Regions from separate parts of the Lactuca sativa genome. Here region 1 is linked to region 2. The links are chromatin contacts, called in public Hi-C maps. All regions are on one chromosome and are shown on one strand. The core of a region is the stretch at or near the end of the contact, and the rest is flanking DNA. Distances in the headings are between cores, read along the strand shown. Region 1 holds the start of LOC111888018. Region 2 holds the start of LOC111889260 (40S ribosomal protein S27-2).

Region 1 (3,673 bases), core at 1,133-3,632, 270 kb before region 2:
GTTTAGACCTTCCCTCATTCTTCCAAGAGCCATGCGTGTAGCTGCACGATTGCTATAACACAAAAGAAGAGGCTGTATACAAACGCCAGGTGTCTCTGTATGTTGTATTGAACTAATACCCTTTGAATAACATACTTCAGCTTCTGATAAATCTCCACTCTTATAAGCCTCGTTTCCCCTGAAACAAATCAATTTATTTCAGAAATCAAAACCATATAAGGTTTATACAAATGTAAAATATATATAACAAAAAAAAAAGAGTGGGGGGCTAAAAATAACACCTTTTTCGCCAACTGTCACATGTTTCTTGATCTGTAGCCTTTGTGTGCTCAGGTTTATGAGAATGGGACACATTAACACGACCAGTTCTCAGCTTATACTTCTTCAGATGTGGCCGTTGTCTCACTGCCATGTCAGCACTAGCAAATGATGTAACAGAAGGTGAAAAGTTTTGGGCCCCAAGCTTCTCTGTAGTATCAACAGCATCTTCATTTTGAACCTGAGAGGTTGCAGGGTTGGTAGAAGTTGGTGCACAGTCAGCAGCACCCCAATAAGGAGAAACATCCATAGGTGAACAAGATCCAGGAGACTCCTCACAAGACTGTGTGACTCCTTCAGATAAATGAGTCAGGATAACTTGTGGACGATTGCTAGATTGTTGTCTCACTTTTGCCTTGGTCTTTTTTAACTTTCTTTGGCTTACAGAATTGTTTTTACTGAATTCTAACTTCTTACCTAAACCAGGAAACATATCTGATGTGAAAGAAACCGGAATGTTTATATCTGGTGTATTGAAGCCTGTAAATGAAGCATTGCTTGAAAAGCTGAAGTTGTTGGTTGTTCCAGCTTCATTGATCTTATTCTTAGTAGTACTGACTTTTGTGGGGTCATGGATATTTGAAGTCTTTGTGTCATGGGGGACTTTACATTGAGGGTTGTCACCGAAAGCATTGCCTAAATTACTTCCAAAAACAAAAGTGGAATTACCATCAAGAACAGAATCTACATTATCCCCTTGCTTCTTTAAGTGATCAGAGCTTCCTGCTCCTTGACTCTTCATAATGTTCGTTTCATCATCAACTTTCATGTTTCCCTTGAAGCTGGATTTTTTTTCATTATGAGTTCCAATATGAAAGATTCCATTGACTTTGTTGTTTCCAAATATTACTCCACTATCTACATTCCTATTAGCACTTTCAGGTGCTAACTTGTCAACCTTCTCTTTGGATTTTTGTTTTCCAATACTCGAATCTGTCTGAAAATCTCTATGATTGGCAGAAAACACAAATCCCAGATTTTCAAATTTTTTGCTATCTGATGTATTGTTCTCCTCTGTCTTTAGGTTGCTATTCATCGAGGGTGCAGCTTCACCTGATCCTTTTGATCCCAAATTTAAGAATGACATTGAATTGACCAGATGGAAATCAGGCATAGTTTTGAAGTTATTGACCTTCATAAACCCATCAATACCTGAGCTTCTAACTGTTCCACTAGATTCACTATCATCTAGATGCAATCCTACACCTTCACGCCCATGTTCATGCCCAATATTGCTTGAATTCGAGTTCAGTACACCATTATTCATATTCGCACCAAACAAAATATCCACACCATTAAGTTTTCCAAACTTATTAGAGCCTCTTTCACTAGCTTTTCTATTGTCCCCCATTTCATCATCAGCTCCAAAAACAAAATTTAAATCACCAGACTGAAAATTATTTCCACTCTTCTGTACCTTTTCTGCACCCATCTTGTTTCCTAATTGATTATTATTAGTAACTCCCATGGTAAACCGCATTAGATTAAAATCCAAAACCTCACCGTCACGCTGTCGTTCATCATTCCCATCACATCCCGTTTTCCCTAAACTCGAGCTTAACACTGAACCACTAGTAGTCGCATTGAACACGAAACCAGTAGTATCACGTGTACTATTATCAGATTTTTTACTCACTGGACCGTTACAGCTTGATTGTTTCTTCACTTTTACGTGTTTCCTCCTCGAAGAACGAACAGTGGTCGCTTCCGCTGCCGCCGCGTCATTTGAACAATCAAAGTCAAGTTTACTAGAATTCATGAGATTGAAACTATTATTGAATATACCTGAATCAGTAAAATGTCCCTGAGCGCTAGGGTTAGGGTTCTGGAAATACGAACGCTGTGTGGAGGACGATGATGGGGATAAAAAATCTTCGACTGCCGGTGACATGGAAATAATGCTACGATCTCGAAAGTAAACGAAAAAAATCAATCGGTGCGCCGCCGCCGGTGGCGAGGTTGAAGCGATGGGCGGTGAGTTAATCTGAGTTTAGCTTTTCTTCTTTTCCCCACCTGAACAATTGAATAGCTACCAATACTCGCTCTGTTTTAAAGAAAGTAAAAGGAGGGAATTCGAGGGTTATCGAGAGGCATTATAATTTACAAATGTTTTCGAATTACTTCTATAACCATTTTCGATATTTACTAATTAAAACATCGTAAATATACACAAAACAATTATCAAGTTTTTAACATACTCATTTTAATCATCTGATTATTTTGATTCATAATTATAATTCAAAGAAGAATTGTTCCAATCCATTTCCCAGTGTTCAATAAATTTACTTTGATTTGTATTTTTCAATTTTAGGGTTGAAATCAATTAGATTTGGACAAAGGAATCAGATTTGTTTATACTTAAAACTGTATTATGGTAAATGTAAAACTATTTACTACGTTTAGGATAGTTCTATGTGTCACTTTTTTTTTTACATTACACGTTTACATCCGGAATTTGTTTGAGGTGTCCACGTTACCTCATTATTACTTGTTGGTGTAGGTTTTCCAGTTTAAAAATGAGTTTTTCGGCTAAAGATGAATTTTTCGATCAAATCTCTAGTTAAACACTCAAAAACTCATGAACACACACACATTGGCGGATCCTTTAAGGGCCAGGAGGCCATGGCCTCCCAGGTTTTTGGCATAACATTTAACATCATAAGAGGAATATAAACTAAATTTTCAGAATTTCAAAGCCAAATCATAAAATGAAAACCAATCCGAACTATAAAAACAAAGTTTTAGCAAATCATAACAATAGTTGAGGTATTATTGGAATTTCTGTAACATCGAATTCTTATAAAAAAATAAAGGGTTAATGTCATAAAAATTATCAAGTTTTCAGGGTTTTGTCGGTTTTGCCCAAAGTTGAAATTTATGTCCGTTTTTACCCAAACATTTTCGAAAAAATGTTCGGTTTTACCCTTTTACCGGTGATAACAGGTTTTCCAGGTTACCATTATATTAAATTCGCAAAAAAAAACCCTTAAATTTATCTTTTTTTGCGTTTTTACCCTTAAGTTTATAAATTTTTTTACACTTTTATCCTAAGTATATTTTTTTCATAATATACATATTCATATGATTTTTCTGCTTGAATACGTATAATATGAAAAAAAAAATACATAGGGTAAAAGTGTAAATTATAAACTTAAGGGTAAAAACGTAAATAAAACTGTAAACTTAAGGGTTTTTTTTGCGAAGTTAATATAATGGTAACCTGTTATCACCGGTAAAAGGGTAAAACCGAACATTTTTTGGAAAATGTTAGGGTAAAAACGGACATATAATTCAACTTTGGGCAAAACCGACAAAACCCTAAACACTTGAGGGTTTTTATGACATTTGCCCAAAA
Region 2 (3,928 bases), core at 81-2,580:
TGTTATAATTGAAGGGGTTAACGAGAATGAATTGGCGTTGGAATGGACTGGAATTCCACTTGTGAAGATTTTATGTTTGTATGTAATTAGATGCATGGCTAGATAGAATTATAGATTTGTACATAAATTAATAATTAATTACTCATACATTTAAGTTTGATTTGGATTGATGTTTAATTTTGATTTATTTAATTTGGATTTTTTATTTATTTTTCTACATAATTATTCAAGAAGTTGATTTGGTTATTTTATAAACAAAAACATTGAATTTAGCAAAAATAATACAAAAGGGCAAAACGGTCATTTCTATAATTCAACACTATAATTCAGAGGTTCCAACCAAACAGTAATTTAAAATTCATATCTTAAAAATTCAGACCCTCTTAGAAATTCAAACATCTTATAAATTCAGATTTTGCCAAACAGCCTCTTAATTTGTTTAAATTATATTTTGTTTGCCTTTTACTTTGTTTACGAGCACTAATACAATGATTTTAGTTTTTGATTTCGTTGATTATAAACTTCAATAAATACTAATTTGAATTTGATGAAAATTGGTATTAGGATCAATGTCACAAAAGATTTTATGAAGAAAAAGATACAAATGTTGGAATTTATACAAGTATAATCTAATAACTTTATAATATATCGACTTGTTGAAATTCATATATTTTTAAAAGGGGTTTGTTGAATTTTGTGGTGTATAATAATAATAATAATAAATAAATAAATAAAAACTTTGTTGAATTTCATATCAATTAATAAAGGTTGTTACTGATTGGCTTTTGATTGAGTCAATGCCCGTCTGAATCATATACAATCATAAATCTGACTCAAAAATAATATTAGAGAAACAAGGACCAAATAAAATACTTCTAACCGTATACCCAACCTTTTATGATATCGAATCTATCTCTTCTAATAAATGAAACCTAAAAATGACATGTGTCAGTTTTTTAGAATGTCTTTTTGACATGTGACATTTTTATATGATTTTTATTATTTTATTTTTTGATAACAAATCAAATTCAATTCAAAATTTGAAAATACAAAATCATATCATAATAACATTATTATGTTTATTTTGCTTAACAAATTAATTCATAATTACTTACAATCGACAATTGTTTTTTATGACTTTTTTTTTATTTATATAAAAAATTTAAATATATCAAACGGAAGTTTTCAAATGGATTATATATTTGAATGTAAGGAAACTATACAAAACTTAAAAATGGATACCCAATACCATTATTGGTTTTCTGGTTTTGGTTATGGGCTATAGATTGTTTCCGCTTCCCAGCCCAGTTTTGCGAACGGGCCTTACCCTAGATCAACGGTCTGAAATCAAACACAATTGATCTAACGTCATATTATATGTAGAGTGTGCAGCATCGTTTAGGGTTTAGGAAAGAAACTGCTGTAATTCGGAGTTGCAATCTTCGATCTCCAATATCCGTTAACTGTTGATACGTTCGAACCAACATGGTGAGTTTCTCGTTTCACAATTCTATCATAATCTGATGCTAAATGCAATATGTGTGTATGTGTGATAATGGATTTATCGAACATTATAGGGTCTGTCAAACGATTTCGATCTGCTTAACCCTCCAGCTGAGTTGGAGAAGAAGATGCATAAGTTGAAACGTCTGGTCCAGTCACCAAACTCTTTCTTCATGGTATCTAGGCTTCTTTTACTTTTTTTTTTCTATACAAAACCCTAATTTGTATCTAACAACTTATAATTTTGCAATTACAGGACGTGAAGTGCCAGGGTTGTTTCAACATGTGAGTTTTAATCTTATTTTTGTTGTATTTTCTTTCAATTCGTGTTTACCCCTTTTTGATCTCTTTTGATGTTGGTGTGCACAGCACAACTGTATTTAGCCACTCCCAAACCGTGGTGGTATGTGGAAACTGTCAGACGGTGTTGTGCCAGCCGACCGGTGGTCGTGCCAGACTAACTGAAGGATGCTCTTTCCGGCGGAAGGGTGATTGATCATGGAAACGGTTTTGCTTTATTATGGATAATCAGAAACTATTTGGGTTACGAAAATCTTTATGATAGGTTTTTATGTTAGATTTGTGAGATCACAAAACTTGCTATAGCTTGATTGATAACTTATTTCTGTAATTGGTGATGAAGTTTTGGAATTTTTTATATTATCGTTTGTTTCTATAAGATATCCTCGTTTTGTTTCTTGATTCCTTCCTCAGACAAGCTTTTGTTTTGTTAATTGTGAGGCATTTCAATATTTCTTTGACTATGTTATTGTCTATCTTGTTTCATGAGTTAAATTTAGAGATAGAAATCGTGGTTCACGACTTCATATGTATGATTCAAGTGTTGATCTTAATAAAATAAGTCATGTTTTATGTATGGCTTTATGCAATAAGCCAATCATTGTGGTCAGTACTGTATTTTCAATGATACAATATACATCATTTCCAAGGTGAAAAACATGTATTTTTTGTGCCATTGTGACTGGAAAAGATAATTGTAAAATCAAAAGAATTATTGTAAATTACACGAACGGCCCCTGGGTTTGGGTTAGTCTGAGTGCCAACGTCTTACAAAAGGAAATGAAAGAATTATGAGAAGAAAACACAACTTGTATGCACATGCCATTTTCTTATTGTAAGAAATGAAAAGAAATGTGAGAAGACTAGAACTCGAGACATGTTTAGTGTAATGTACGTGTCTTACCGATGAGCAAAATAATATTTTATAATTAGCGTTGCATGAGTTACATTTTTGTAATTAACACAATGTATATAATTAACACTACATTGAGTAATGTACAAGACTTGCACCTAAAATAGTCTTTGAAGTTGTGCTTACTTTTTCTTAAGTTTTGTACATAAAAATTGAATTCAATCTTTTGTTACAAATTTGTAAGTTCCTATTAAAATATCAATCTATAAAAAAAATATTGAGATCAGTGATACCCATTGTTATTTTTAATATATAAATAAAATAAAAATAAAAATAATATATATGATCTTGTAAATCTCTTTTAAGTATTCCATTGTAATTTCATTATTTATCATTGTTTTTAGTAAAACGATGTAGTCAACAAAAAATATTTAATCCGTATAAATAGAAAAAAAAAACAAATAAAGTTAACATGTTCGAAGAAACCGAAAAAAAGAAAAAAAAGACTATTTAGAATGCGTTTGGTCGACAAAAAATGATTGGAATCGGAAGGAAAGGAATTTCAATTCTCTCAATTTCATGCATTTGGTTCAACTTAAGGAAGGCTTCATACCTTGGAAACTAGATTCCTTCAAGAAACATATGGAAATAATTTAATACCATTTAGGAAAGTAAAACATTACCATTGTACCCTTTTTATTTTATCAAAAGTGAAATCATATTAACAATATCAATTATATTATCGACATTGACTAACGCTTCAAAAATTCCAAATCAAATATCAATTTTAATTCTGGATCACAAGAACCACTTCGTTAAGCATCACTCTTCACCAAAACATCAGGCCCTAAATCAAACATAAATCAACCAAGAATATGAAATCAACCCTAAATCAACCAATAATCAGAAGTCAAAGTTAATATACATAAATCAACCAAGAATCAGAAGTCGATCAACAAATAGAAATCAACACCTTAACATATAGAAAAGATGGTTTGAAATCAGAGAATCCATATATGAAATATTGAAATCTATAAAAACTTGTGAAATTGAAACTAAAGTATTCGATCTCTGTTGAAGTTGTGAAATCCAGAAGCAATTAGTGAAGATATTGATTGATGAAGAAAATCATAGACGGAAAATCGGGAGCACACCCAGTTTCAAACTATGGATATGAAGATGTAAATCCAATTCTCCGCCTTTTTTTGTTTTCTCGATGGGCTCCATATTTCTTTTTCTCCCCGTTTCTTCATTAAAAAAGAGAAATGAAAT

Evidence for each region. A called contact is a pair of places that touch in the nucleus more often than the background predicts.
Region 1: a Hi-C map of leaf shows a contact between it and region 2, with 9 times the contacts expected there. The contact joins the promoter of LOC111888018 here to the promoter of LOC111889260 in region 2. A contact is called at or near these places in 2 of 4 Hi-C or Micro-C datasets (both in leaf).

Annotation. Positions count from the first base shown.
Region 1 is chr8:126,162,762-126,166,434 of Lsat_Salinas_v11, reverse strand. It overlaps LOC111888018, which reads right to left and starts at 2,382. Exons shown (of 10, transcript XM_023884135.2): 1 at 1,822-2,382; 2 at 282-1,758; 3 at 1-178. The coding sequence starts at 2,209.
Region 2 is chr8:125,891,736-125,895,663 of Lsat_Salinas_v11, reverse strand. It overlaps LOC111889260 (40S ribosomal protein S27-2), which reads left to right and starts at 1,330. Exons shown (of 4, transcript XM_023885394.3): 1 at 1,330-1,488; 2 at 1,578-1,679; 3 at 1,760-1,788; 4 at 1,873-2,205. The coding sequence starts at 1,486. The coding sequence ends at 1,999.